Linked DNA regions of Macaca mulatta: region 2 is linked to region 1. Evidence: chromatin contacts called from public Hi-C data. All regions are on one chromosome and are shown on one strand. The core of a region is the stretch at or near the end of the contact, and the rest is flanking DNA. Distances in the headings are between cores, read along the strand shown.

Region 1 (7,386 bases), core at 1,235-3,734:
TTTGTTTGTTTTTGTTTTTTTGAGAAGGAGTCTTGCTCTGTCGCCCAGGCTGGAGTGCAGTGGTGCAATCTCGGCTCACTGCAACCTCCACCCTCTGGGTTCAAGTGATTCTCCTGCTTCAGCCTCCTGAGTAGCTGGGATTACAAGCACATGCCACCATGCCCGGCTAATTTTTGTATTTTTAGTAGAGACGGGGTTTCACCATGTTGGCCAGGCTGGTCTCGAACTCTTGACCTCGTGATCTGCCCACCTCGGTCTCCCAAAGTGCTGGGATTACAGGCGTGAGCCACCGTGCCCAGCCAGAATCTTTTGAGGCCGGGAGTTTGAGACCGGCCTGGGCAATAGAGCAAGGCCTCATCTCTACAAAAAAAAAAAAAAAAGAATAAAAAAGTTTAACAGGCTGGCAAGTATGGATTTAAAGTACTTAACACAAATAACACCTGAACCATGCGAGGATGGCAAGGTAAATTCTTCGTTATATTGTTCAAAAAGAGACTAGAGTTTCAGATCAGCCTGGACAACATAGGGAGACCCCCGTGTGTACTAAAATGAAAATAAACAAATAAAATAAAAAGAGACTAGACATGACAGATCTTGTAAAAGGTATCTGTTAAAAATGAGGCTGGGCGCCATGGCTCACACCTGTAATCCCACCACTTTGGGAGGCCGAGGTGAGCGGATCACTTGAGGTCAGGAGTTCAAGACCAGCCTAGACAACATGGCAAAACCCTTTCTCTACTAAAAATACAAAAATTACCCAGGCATAGTGGCGGGTGCCTGTAGTCACACCACTCTTGAGGCTGAACCAGGAGAATCACTTGAACCCGGGAGGCGGAGGTTGCAGTAAGCAGAGATCGTGCCCCTGCACTCCAGCCTGGGCGAGACTGAGACTCTGTCTGAAAAAACAAAAACAAAAACAAAACAACAACAACAACAAAAAAAAACAAAAAAACCCAAAACAAAGAAAAAAAAATTGTAAAAGTACTAAGTGAAATGTGGCGTCCTGTGTTGGATCTTGGAACAGAAATGACTCTAGTAGAAAACATTAGTAAAATCGGAATAAAATCTGGAGTTTAGTAAATAAATAAGTAAGCGAACAACACCGTGTGACTTCCCATACCGTCGCTTTCCCACCATCCTAGCTTCCCTAGTTACTTGTAGGAATAGAGGATATGGTGTTCAAGGTGGGTGTTTTTCTCCGCCTCGATTGAAGAGCTTCGCGCTTTTTGGATTAACAGCCAGGTCATTCACAATTCAGTGTTCAGTTTTTCTACTGGGGTCCAGTGTCTCGGAGTAACGTCCCTTTGTGTCATGGAGACATCCAACTCTGGACTTCCCCATTAGATTCTGGCAAAAGCCCCACCAGAGCCCCCGCCAGAGCCCGAAGGCGGTCCCACAGGTCGGGAAGAGGTTTTCCTGCAGCCGGAGCCACGACCTCGGCCAGCGGTGAAGCGGCGCCTCGGCGGAGAGGTGCGGGGGGCACCGCCCACGGCCTCCTGGGCTCGGCGCGCGGGGCCGGGCTGCGGTTGGCCACAACAGGCATCCATCTTCCCGGACCAGCCAGGCGTTTCCTCGCGGAGCAGGGGCGGGGGCTTGGACGGAGAAGGGCACAGACCCGAGCGCCGTCCGCTCCCGCGAGCCTAGCCCCGCCTGGCGGAGCCCGGAGCAGCCGCCGCCCGCAGATCGCTCGCCGGGCGCCCGCGAGGCGCGAGCCGTATGTGCATCCTCAACTTTGCGGCCGCCGGGGGCGCGGCTCCCGCGTGCGTGTGCGAGTGTGCCTGTCACCGGCGGCCTCCTGGGGGCAGCAGCGGAAAGGGGGACGCAGAGAAAGGCAGCCTCGGCGCACCGCGGCCAGGGAGGCAGAGGCCTCTCGCGGCGCCGGCTCTAGAGACCTAAACTCCGCCGGAGCTGTGCCCAGGGCGCGTCTGAGCGTCGCCGCCTTCACCCTCCCAGCAGCAGCGGGGACTCGCGTTAGGATTGCGATTCCTTTCGCCTGCCGAGCGGTAGCGGCGGTGTCTGCGGGCAGAGGAGCGGCGGCCGTGGCAGCAGCATCCCCAGCCCGGGCGGGACCATTGAGCGCCGGAGCCGGCGGCTGGAGGCAGGAAGGGAGGGTTGTGGCGCTCGACCTGGGCGCGTTCCCGGCGCCTGCTCTCCGCCGCTGGTCCTGTCCCGGGCGCCCGGTGCGTGTCTCGAACAATGGTGCGGAGCGCCGGCGCGAGCCCCGCGCCCGCCCAGCGGCCGTAGAGGAAGTGGCTGGGCTCTCGGCGAGGTGGGCAGGGAGACGTCCCCCGCCACTCGCTCGCTGGAGTTTGCCTGCGTGTCCGGCCTCTCCAGCCCCGACCCCGGGGATTCCCTGGGATCACCGACGGAGCTCAATTCCGAGAGTATGGTGCCAGCGCCCGGGCTAATCTAGTCCTCTCTACTCGCTCCTTTTTCCCTCCTCCTCCTCCCTCTCCTCTCCCTCCTCCCTTCCCTCGGGTCGGCGCTGCCTCTGGATTCCCGGCGTGTGAGAGTACAACTCTGCCTCTCCAAGGAGAACTGGTTGTGACCACTGAACAGAACTTGCCCATTGAAAGCAAACCCAGAACAGCTGGATAATGTCCACCCCGAGCCGATTCAAGAAGGACAAAGAGATCATAGCCGAGTATGAAAGTCAAGTCAAAGGTAAGGATGGGAGCGGCTGCCTTGCTCCTTTTGTGTGCCTTCTTGTCATTGTGCTTGTGGAGTTGCGTTTCTAACTTGGTGTCTGCGTGGGAGGAAGGTGGTGAGGGGACAGCTCGAGCCCTGGCTGAGCCACCCGGGCTTCCTACAAGTCACTTAGTTCCCAGTTGCAATCCCAGTCCCGTCAAACCCACGGGAAGCTGGAAACCGGTGACCTCCCCTCGCCAGCTGCCAGCCCGCATCTCCAATGGGGAGAGGACTGGCTTTAACTTAACCACCTTCAGCTGGGCAACTTCTGTGGGAAGCAGACAGCAGAGATGCATCCTGTCCAGCTATTATTATCACCGTCATTATTCTTTTTAAATAGTATGATTGTCACTACGTAATTTTTTTACGGAATCATATTTGTAAAGTCTGTGAACCCCACGCGGTCTCCAGCCTCATTGAGTGCAGGCTATTTCAGGTATTTACACCGCTCACCTATTTACACCGCTCACAATTTATTAGGGCGAGTCCCCCTTTTATTAAATAGCTCCCTGAAAGCCTGGCAGTTAAACGAAGCAGTGACTAGTGGAATCTGACTCCTCCTTTATAATGGGCCAGAATTCATTGCCATCTTTCACATTCACATGGGAATATTGCTTTATCATTTGCTGGAAGCCACTTGCATGTAAAATGAAGGTTTGAATATTTGAGTAGTAGTTTCAATCGATTTGCATTGTCAACTAATGAAGGAAACCTAATTAAGGCTGATTAATTATTTTTACTTTCTATGCCTTGTGATTAAAAAAAATATATTTTCTCTCCAATACAAGTATTTTTTGCTGCTGAAGTGTTTCGTAAACATATGTTAGTTGAATTTTTTCCTCCTCCTTCCTGATGTCTCAGGAGTAGCTTTCCTGATTGAGACAATGGATGGAATGTTGGGATCGCCCGCTGTTCTTTGACACATTCAATGCAAAGTTCATAAAGATTGTTATGTACACACCTGTGTTTGTCTATGCACAGTCTTATGAAAGGGTTACGGAGAAAGGCATTACTGTACTTCCCTTGAGCAAGGGAGGAGCAGCCTGAGTGTTCTTTTGTGTGGTCAAGTTGTAAAAATGCCTGGAGTCCAGTGAGAGGACCTGGTGGAGAAATCCTGTATCATCCAGTGTGAATCGAGACCAACTCATTGTGGCCACAGCAGACACAATATGCAAGATAACTTAGGTTATCTTTAGGCTGACCCCTATAACGGAGTTAAGCTAAACATTGTTCAGTAGACACAGATTTTTGTCTGCTTGGAATTATGATAATTTATACTTACAGGAACTTGTTTTATTGCTATGGAAGTTGTGTTAGCCGTTATTTTCTTAGAGCCAGGTAAACTTTCTAATGAGACTAACCTTTCTTTTTTCGGTGAGTCCAACATAGCCTAAAACCTTTCATTCCAAGGCAGTACTCTTGTTCACAACCACCATTTCTCTGTGCAGTTTTTCCACATGGCTCTTTGTGGCAGGTCTTCAAGGGGTGGCGGTCTGGTTTTTCTGCCGCCTGGAGCTCTAATTGGCAAATGCACTTCCAAATGTTGATTTCTTTATCTTTGCTGTAAGGTCACTTGCCAGTGATCAAATCCTTATTGGAAAATCAGCGAAATGGGATGTGTTGCAATGTGTCTGTCAAATTCAAATGGAAGAAAAATCATGAACGTGGTGAAAATCACATTTGGAACTAAGTCTCTCCCACAGCCAGTGACCTTCTCCCTATTTCCTTCAACACTTCTCCCTTCCACACACCCACAAGTCCCTAGGCTGCTTTAGGACTCTTCACCGTACCTGCCTGCCCTGTGTCCAGGCTTTACCTCCTCCTTCAGTAACCTACACATCCAGTATCTAACCTAGATCACTACATCCATACACAAAAGTGGGAATAAGGGAATATCACGGAGTCAGATCATATAAGCATTAAATGGCACAAATTCACCTGGTACTTCTAGGCAAATCAAGAAGAGAGTGGGAGAAAAATAACAGGCAAATAGTGCATGAGGCCAGCTGTCCAATGCAGGGAGAGTAGGCCCCTTAGTAAGGACAGCATGGGAGACAAGACTCTGGTTTTTCTCTACCCTCGCAGAGTGCTGTCTGTTATTTAAAGGTCTGTGTTTTGGGGCCAGATGCAGTGGTGCATGCCTGTAATCTCAGCATTTTGGGAGGCTGAGGCAGGCAGATCACTTGGGGTCAGGAGTCCGAGACCAGCCTGGCCAACATTTTGGTAGATAAACCACATCTCTACCAAAAAATACAAAAATTAGCTAGGTGTGGTGGCACACACCTGTGGTCCCAGTGTGCCTGTGGTTCCACTTGAACCCAGGAGGCAGAGGTTACAGTGAGCTGAGATCACATCACTGCACTCCAGCCTGGGTGACAGAATGAGACTCTGTCTAATAAATAAATAAATAAATAAACAAAGGTATATGTATTTGGAACAACCTGCTTTTTAAATTACAGTCAGCAACTTTATCTGACGATAAAAAAAAAAAAAATTCTGTTCTATTGCTGAAGAAAAACCTAGCTCTGTGGAACTCATTAAGACATAAGCCTAGGCCAGGCACGGTGGCTCAAGCCTGGAATCCCAGCACCTTGGGAGGCCAAGGTGGGCGGATCACTTGAGGTTGAGACCAGCCTGGCCAACATGGTGAAACCCTGTCTCTACTAAAAATACAAAAATTAGCTGGATGTGGTGGTGCATGCCTGTAATCTCAGCTACTCTGGAGACTGAGTCAGGAGAATTGCTTGAACCCAGGAGGCAGAAGTTACAGTGAGCTGAAATTGCACCACTGCACTCCAGACTGGCTGACAGAGCGAGACTCCGTCTCAAGAAGAACACAATTAATAAACATACATATTGGACTCTCTAGGTGACTTAGGTGTGTGGGTGATTTCAAGAGTCATTCTGATTATATGTATGTTTTTTGACGTTCTAACTTAGAACCTAACACCCTAGAATATTTTCCTCTCTTACTCTCTCCCATTTTCCCTAATAACAACTCTATTTATCTCGGAATTTTTGAGATAATGTTTTGACCTAAAGGAATGACTTCAGATATGGAATTTTTTTTATTTTTTATTTTTTTATATATATATATATGTATGTGTATGTGTGTATATATATCTTTTATATATATATAGATAGATAGATATCTAAATAGGAGATATATATATACACATACACACATAAAATGGAGAATCACTCTGCCGCCCAAGCCAGAGTGCAGTGGCGTGATCTCGGCTCACTGCAACCTCCGCCTCCTGGGTTCAAGTGATTCTCCTGCCTTAGCCTCCGGAGTAGTTGGAATTACATGCACACACCACCATGCCCAGCAAATTTTTGTATTTTTAGTAGAGATGGGATTTCGACACGTTGGCCAGGCTGGTCTCGAACTCCTGACCTCAGGTGATCTGCCCGCCTCAGCATCCCAAAATGCTGAGATTATAGGCATGAGCCACTGCATCTGGCACAGATATGGAATTTCGCCATTGTGGCTGCCTGCACAGGTTTTGGGAACAGACTTCAAGGGGCTATTCTTAACTGTGAAAAGAACTATTCCTGGTGATAATTTGTAATTTTGTGTATAAGATCATAGATGTATCTAGTTGTGTGTATAATTTTGGGCAAGTCACTTAGCCTCTCTCTGGGTTTTGGTTTTCTTATCTATAAGATAAGGAGTTGGAATTCTCTTCATCCTAAGTGTCTTTGTTTTTTTTTTTTTCTTTTTGAGACACAGTCTCACTCTGTCACCCAAGCTGGAGTGCAGTGGCATGATCATGGCTCACTGCAACCTCCGCCTTCTGGGTTCAAGTCCAAGTTCAAGTGATTCTCGTGCCTCAGCCTCCCAAGTAGCTGGGACTACAGGCGCACACCACCATGCCTGACTAATTTTTGTAATCCTAAGTGTCTTTGACTCTAGTTGAAGATGTCATATCAGTTCATATTAATTGCTTCATAAAATTTTCAAGCTTTTTAAGTTTTCTCTTGGCTGCTCTGTTTTGGGGAGAATCATTTTTGCTTTCACTTTTATTTCATAAGTTCATGGACACTGTATAAATTGAGTTCTTGGAGAATTAAAATATAATACAATAAAGAATACAGAAAAAACAGTAATCAAAACCACATGCAGAGAAGTGTAGCACAGAATCGTAAGACAGAGAAGATTCAGGAATGATACAAGTGGTTAAACAATGGATAGGTTTGAATCGGGGACAAAAGGGGACCCCAAGCAACAGTTTTAAAGAATGAATTGAGCATTTCATGCCTCTTGGTCAAATTCTCAAAGACTTAGAATTAAGAGAAATAAATCTCTTGTTCGAATAGGCCATTAAAAAGCAAGCATGTCTTGAAAAGTGTATGAAACCCAAACCAGTTGACTATGCTATTTGTTAGCATCTCTGGCAACTAGTATAGCAGTGGAAGGGATTGAATAATTGGCTAACAGAAGGTTTTGAGATTATCTATGGACTTTAGTGATCTATGTAATTCTTGTATTCCGCAGCAAAACTATTGTGGAGCCACGCATATGGGAACGAAAAATACTCAAAAAGACATGTTTTGTGAAGTGGAACTTATAGATGAAAGACTGTGTTTGTTTTTAATAATGTATGTTGCTAGTTGCTAAGAATTGACAGTTATTATTTGTAGTATTTTCCTAGAGATAGCACCATATTTATCTACATGCAAAATGTATAGGGA
Region 2 (7,428 bases), core at 1,446-3,945, 540 kb after region 1:
CCTGATCCCTCCCACAACCTGAGGGGATTATGGGAATTACAATTCAAGATGAGATTTGGGTGGAGACACAGCCAAACCACATCAGGATGTGTAGACAACAGAAGCACAATAACATCAAGGTTTTGACCTAAAGGCAGGATTTACAGTATGTGCTCTCACACAACTTGAAATCTTAAGAGGACTTCCGGGAACAGGGGTTAATCAGAAGCCAACATGGCAGATTAGTACCAAAGATGGAGTTACTTTAGCTTCCAGATTCCACCCATCAATCCAGCTCTTACAGTCGCACTCGCCCTCCTATTTGGAGATGGTCCCTGAGCTTTTAGGGAGGGTGGTTTCATATGATATAGCTTTAGCAGCAGCAACCTAGCAGTGGAAAACAGATTGGACCCAGAGAGATTCCAAATGAAGGAGATTCACAGGCTTTGTTGAATTATCTCTCGTCTTGAGAACACCATGACTTTGGTTTTCTCAGAAGTAGAACAAGAGATACCTAGCATTAATAATTTGAATAGTAGAAACATAGTGCATGCAAGGATTACAATCAAAAGAAAATTTGTATAACAGAACAACAACAAAGAACCTATTTCATTAGGAAGCCAACTGAAAGCCGTGTGAAGAAAATTAAGGCCTGACACAGGGACTCACACCCGTAATTCCAACACTTTGGGAGGCTGAGGTGGGAGGTTCATTTGAGCCTCGGAGTTAGAGATCAGCCTGGGCAACACAGCAAGTCCCCATCGCTACAAAAACAAAACTAGCCAGGTATGGTGGTGTGCACCTGTAGTCCCAGCTCCTTGGGCAGCTGAGGCAGGAGGATTGCTTGAGACTGGGAGGTCAAGGCTGCAGTGAGCTATGACCACTGTACTCCAGACTGGGTAACAGAGCGAGACCCTTTCTTAAAAAAAAAAAAAAAATCAAAACCCAATTCTCCTTTAGCTACATCTTGTAGCCACTAGCCTGACATTTTAAACACATAAATTAGAAACATGATGCCAGAGTGATTCAAGGTTTTTGTTTTTTTGTTTTTGTTTTTGTTTTTTTTTTTTTTTTTTTTTTGAGACGGAGTCTTGCTCTGTCGCCCAGGCTGGAGTGCAGTGGCGGGATCTCAGCTCACTGCAAGCTCCGCCTCCCGGGTTTACGCCATTCTCCTGCCTCAGCCTCCCGAGTAGCTGGGACTACAGGCGCCCGCCACCTCGCCCGGCTAGTTTTTTGTATTTTTTAGTAGAGACAGGGTTTCACAAGGTATTTTATATAGGAAATGCCTGGTGTAGTGTCTTGTCCAGCTATATAAATGTAGCCGTGAAACTGTTACATTAGTTTTATTCTATGCTCTTACCATCCCTCCCTCTCCAAATTTTGTTTGTAGTCTGGGGCAGCAACCTAGTCTGTATTTCGTACATATTGAATAATCAACAATGAAATGTAAATATTGAGCACATTGTGTGTCAAACACATGTATTAACTCAAACCTCACAGAAACCCTTTGAGGTCCGTACTATTACAATCCCCATTTTACATACTAGTAAACTGAAGCATGGATAGACTAAAGTAAAGTGCCTGCGGTCAACTAGTAAGGAGGCGGCCTGGCAGTCAAGTCGAGGCAGCCTAAGCCTACGCTGCCTCTATATTGCATTAATACATTAATAAATCTGTGACCAAATAAATGAAGTGACATTTAGTGGCATCGAAAGAACCCGTGAGTAGGGCTTCCTAAGAATGCTCTCCTTCTTTTGATGGACAGAATTTTAGTCTGTTTAAGATAAATTTTGGGCCGGACACGGTGGCTCACCCCTGTAATCCCAGTACTTTGGGAGGCCAAGGCAGGCGATCACTTTATGTCAGGAGTTCGAGACCAGCGTGACCAACATGGTGAAACCCCGTCTCTAAGAAAAATACAAAAATTAGCCGGGCCTGGTGGAGCGCACCTGTCATGCCAGCTACTCAGGAGGCTGATGCAGGAGAACTGCTTGAACCCCGGAGGCGGAGGATGCAGTGAGCCAAGATCTCGCCATTGCACCCCAACCTGGGCGACAGAGCGAGAATCCATCTCAAAGAATAACTAAATAAATAAATACATAAATTTTGAAAAACTGTCAGCACTCACCAGCAGATCTTTACACTGCTGGACTCGGGACACTTGGGGCCGTAGGCAAGCAATTAAACTGACTCACACGTGGTTAGAACCACGTCATCTTGATTCGTGAATCCGTACTCTTAACTACTAGAAGCCTTTGTGGAACGCATGGGGCGAACCTGACGCTTGAGCTCTGACACCAGACAGACACAGCCGGGGATTCAAGAGCTGGGTAGGGACTCCCGTGCCGGACGCCTCATCCCGGCATGCACCTCAAGCCCCGGCGACCACGCCTTCCGGCGAGCGCCAGGGAGCGCGTGTGCACCTCGCCGCCCGGAAGCGCCGCCCGCTCGCTGCATGCTGGGAGTTGTAGGCCTCCAGCCCCAGCCCGCGGGCTGCCGCCCGCACTCTCCATGAGACTGCTGGCGCCGGCGCCCGCCCGCGCGGCACCGACGCGGGGAGCGCGCTTCGCGCTGACTCAGCGGCGGCGGCGGCGGCGGCGGCGTTAGCCGGCCCTCGCGCTCTTTCCCTTCCTGGGGCGCTGACCCCGCCCGCTTGCTTGCTTGCCTGCCTGCCTGCCTGCCTGCCTGCCCGGCGCCACGCAAGAGAAGGTGCCAGGGGACGCGGAGCGACTAGAGGCGCGCGGTCCCGGCCAGCTCCGTCTCTGGCGTTGGCGCTGCGGCCGTGGCGGAGGACTACGGCGACGAGGACGAGGGCCGCTCTTCGAGCTCTCTGCGTGCCGCGCCGCTCCGCTCCGCTGGCTGACCATCTGGAGTGCAGGCTGGGAGGCGGGATGGAGTGATAGGGAAGGTGACTCGGGGATCGGGGGCGGCGGGACCGGGCCGGATTTGGTCCGCGTGAGGCTTCGAGGAAGTTGGCCGGGGCGGACCGGCCCAGGGGAGTCCCGACGCCCGGGAGGGTGCAGGCTTGGGACCCTCCATGGCGGTGCACCTCCAGGCTGGGCGGACCGGGTGGGGGTGGGTACGATCCGGGGCCGCCGCCGAGGAGCGCGTCCCGAGTGCGTGGCCGCCCGTTGCCTGATGTTTCATCACCCGAATTGCCACGAGGCTTCCTTTAGGGGAGGGATCGGGGGAGGGATGGGAGCAAGGCTAGCCGAGGAGGGTCGGCATCGCCTGTGGTTCCCAAGCCCGTTAGTCATCGTTGTAGCCTTATCAACTGTGGAGACCTCAAACTTGATTCTTTCCCCACTCCTGGACAAAAAGGAGGAAACGTGTTATTTCTGTGCAGTAATTGGCCAGCACGGACGCTCCATTTCTTCTCAAATCTTCCTCACTATCCTGCAGGACTAGAGAAGCATGAGGTTTTCCTGTAACCAGAAAAACGAGTACTTTTTGAAAGTGCTAATTAGTTGTGGCGGGCGGGGGTTGGGGGGAGAGTTCAGTTTTATTAAACCGACTTGTCAGCGTGGTGTTAAAAGGCTGGAAAGATACAGTCGTAGTCTTTGAAACAGTCTTCAGTAGGTGTAGAGGAATTTTCCAAATTGTTTGATTCTTAATGGCTGTCCAGGAAAAGTTAAGGCTTAATATTTCAAGTATGTTGCTCGCCTTCCCCCAGAACCTTTGCACGATGCATAATTGTTTACCGTATTAAAACAAATTTTGGGGTTTTTTTTTTTTTTTTTTTTTTTGAGACGGAGTCTCGTTCTGTCGCCCAGGCTGCAGTGCAGTGATGCCATTTCGGCCCACTGCAACCTGTGCCTTCCAGGTTCAAGTGATTCTACTGCCTCAGCCTCCCGAGTAGCTCTGTTACAGGCGCGCGCTGCCACACCTGGCTACTTTTTGTATTTTTCGTGGAGGCGGTGTTTCACCGTGTTAGCCAGGATGGTCTCGATCTCCTGACCTCGTGATCCACCCGCCTCGGCTTCCCAAAAGTGCCGGGATTACAGGCGTGAACCACCGTGCCCCGTGTGCATATTGATCGTCCAAGTGCCTTCTCTGTGGAGGATTCTTTTTGTAGTGACAACTGTAACTAGTTTGTTTCCTTGGGTTTATTGGCTGTTTTCCTTAGGGCCACTTGATTTTTCTCCTGATAGCTTCAGAGTGACTTGACCAAGCTTAAGCTTTTTTTTTTTTTTTTTTTGACACAGTGTCTCACTCTGTCTCCCAGGCTGGAGTGCAATGGCACTATCTCTGCTCACTGCAACTCTGCCTACCAGGTTCAAGCGATTCTTCTACCTCAGCCTCCCGAATAGCTGGGCTTACAGTCATGTGCCACCACACCCGGCTAATTTTTGTATTTTTAGTAGAGCCGGGGTTTCTCCATATTGGTCAGGCTGGTCTGGAACTCCGTACACCTCAGGTGATCCCTCCCCCGCTCGGCCTTCCTAAGTACTGGGATTACAGGCATGAGCCACCCTGCCCGGCCAGCATTTTTTTAAAAAAGCCCTAGCAAATTCAAGGAAGCTTTTATTGGACTTCTCAATCTGGGATTCTTAGAAACTCCGAAATTGTTTTTTCCCTCTGTGTGCATTTTTCAGGGGAATATACATCAGATTTTCTTAACATTTAGGGGGAGCGAAGGGAACCAGTGCCTTTCTTTGTGTTTTTCTATCTTTTAAAAATGCTGATCTACTAGTAAAAGAATGCCCCAAGTAGTTTCCATCCCCCATGTTCCTGCCTCTAATTATAAACAACCTATTGAGGGCTCACTATGTGCCAGCCATGCTCTGCATACCTTATCTCTTTGAAGCCTTTACAACTTTATGAGGCAGATGGTCTTTTTCCCATGTCATAGAAAGGGTTCTCTTAGGTTTTGTAAGTTGTCCAAGTGGCCCCAATTTAAAAATGACAAGATGAGGATATAAACCCAGGTCTTTGAAATCCAAAACCTATGCTCTACTATGTCCTAGGGACATAGCGATGGATAGTGAAGACAGTCCTTGCCCTTTAAGATTATGAGAGATGGCCGAGTGGCTCACACCTGTAATCCCAGCACTTTGGGAGGCTGAGGCAGGCAGATCACCTGAGGTTAGGGGTTCGAGACCAGCCTGGGCAACATGGCGAAACCCCATCTCTACTAAAAACTACAAAAATTAGCCAGGTGTGGTGGCTCACCCCTGTAATCCCAGCTATTCGGGAGGCTGAGGCAGAAGAATCACTTGAACCCGGGAGCCAGAGGCTGCAGTGAGCCGAGATTGTGCCACTACACTCCACCCTGGGCGACAGAGTGAGACTGTCTCAAAAAAAAAAAAAAAAAAAAAAAAAAGATTAGTCAGAGACAACTAGTAAGCTGGCAGTGACAACATAGCACAGCTTAGGATGGGGCATGTAATCCAATTTGGGAGAGTTGGACAATAGGGGTCAAATAAGTGTTCCTGAAAGAGATGGCTTCTATGTTGAATTTCAAAGAACAGCAGGGGTTAACCTACTAACAAGAAGAAAGAGCAGTGTGCAAAGATGAAAGGTGGAATACCATTGGAGAACTGCCATGTGGTTCACTAGCACTGGCCTTGCTGACCTGGGGTGCAGAATAGTGAGGAGTCATTCAGAAGTGTTTGGATCATAATCTGAAGGCAGCAGGGAGTTACACTGCCTTGAAGTCTGCAAGTATGATATGAACCATAAGAGAAAGGGCTGAGCTGTCTTCAAAGCTCTCAGTCCATATCCTGAGTTATTTGATTCAGGCAGGCTCAGAGGAAAATAGAAAAGCATGTTGTAGGTATCCTGTAACCTGGATCTGAGCCTGGCTTTGCTATTCCCTTAAAAGGCTTTTCTCCCCTACCCCCAACCCAATTAGTCTTTTGGCGTCTTTGGTTATTATAATTGAAATGAAATACCCCACAGCCTTTTTTTGTTTTCTTTGAGACAGTCTCTCTGTCGCCCAGGCTGGAGTGCAGTGGCATGATCTCAGCTCACTGCAACCTCCACCTCCTGGGTTCAAGCCATTCTCCTGCCTCAGCCTCCCAAGTAGCTGGGATTACAGGTGTGTGCCACCATGCTCCGCTAATTTTTTTGTATTTTTAGTAGAGAGGGGATTTTACCATGTTGGCCAGGCTGGTCTTGAACTCCTGACCTCAAGTGATCCACCTGCCTCGGCCTCCCAAAGTGCTGGGATTACAGGCATGAGTCACCATGCCCGGCCCCCCACAGCCTTTAATGGAAGTAGTAAGACTCGGTTTCCCTACCTTACAGGTCTTGAGAAAATAAATAACATTTTCACATCATTTAGAGTTTGTTCCATGTTTGCTCAAATGAATATACATTCTATCAAAAACTAGGATGCCTTTTGCGGCTTATTATTTGAGAATGTTAGAACCTATATTGTGAAGAAGTAGATTACTTCTCAGAGATTAAAAAAAAATCTTAAATAAGAGTAGTCAGTGTTAAGTCATTTGTGGACTTTTTTTTTTTTTGAGATGGAATCTCACTCTGTTCTCCAGGCTGGAGTGCAGTGGCACAGGGTTGGCTCACTACAACCTCTGCCTCCTGGGTTCGAGCGATTCTTGTGCCTCAGACACTCGAGGAGCTGGAATTACAGGTGTGTGCCACCACGCCTGCCTGATTTTTGTCTTTTTAGTAGAGACAGGGTTTCACCATGTTGGTCAGGCTAGCTTGAACTCCTGACCTTAAGTGATCTGCCCACCTCGGCCTCCCAAAGTTTGGGATTACAGGTGTGAGCCACTGTGCCTGGCTGGTTTGTGGGTTTTTGTATCTAGTATTGAAAATTTTTTTTTGAAATTTCTAGAATTGGCTGGCAAAAGCAGAGATCTATAAAATGCAAAACTAAGTCCATTGCTCAAAAGCTGAATGACTGAAGTTCCTTTCGTTAGACTTCTGTTGTGGTATTTAGTAAACACTCCAAAGGATATTGAACTCTGAGGTCAGCCATTCTAATGTTTTAAAGAAGGTTTGTGATATTGGTATCTGTAAGTAGACAAAGTATTATAATTACTGTAATAAAATAGGTTTTGTCATTTTTATACTTAACTGCACTTGCACAATTGCATTTTTAAGTACCAGAGATAAGTAAAATACTGCATAAATTAGGTGCATCTACTATTTAAAGTAGAAAATGATTACTTTCTATACCTTATTAAGAAGATCTTGAAGACTAAAAAAGCTTGAGGACCTTAATGGCATACTTTAAGATTTTTAGAAATTACACATTAATGGAGTAGTTAGCAGAGCCCATTTTTCTGAGAATTAGGCTCTAACTTTTCATTGTGATTTAAATAAGTTCCAAAAGAAGTTCTTTAAACATTTAAGCTTCTTTGCATGATTTTATCCATTTACGTTATTCGGGATAAGCATCTATTTGTTTATCAAGTAATGTTTTCTTTCAACTTTGTTTTTTGTGGCAGATGTTTATAAATTCTTCTGTGGGATCAGAGG

Evidence for each region. Hi-C and Micro-C count contacts between places; a contact is called where the count stands out from the background.
Region 2: a contact with region 1 is called in a Hi-C map of fetal cortex germinal zone, with 2.7 times the contacts expected there. The contact joins the promoter of XPOT here to the promoter of SRGAP1 in region 1. A contact is called at or near these places in 2 of 14 Hi-C or Micro-C datasets (fetal cortex germinal zone and fetal cortical plate).

The regions. Positions count from the first base shown.
Region 1 is chr11:70,983,614-70,990,999 of T2T-MMU8v2.0, forward strand. SRGAP1 (SLIT-ROBO Rho GTPase activating protein 1) reads left to right here and starts at 2,485. Exons shown (of 22, transcript XM_015152204.3): 1 at 2,485-2,664. The coding sequence starts at 2,598.
Region 2 is chr11:71,525,703-71,533,130 of T2T-MMU8v2.0, forward strand. It overlaps XPOT (exportin for tRNA), which reads left to right and starts at 2,696. Exons shown (of 25, transcript NM_001258184.1): 1 at 2,696-2,887; 2 at 7,398-7,428.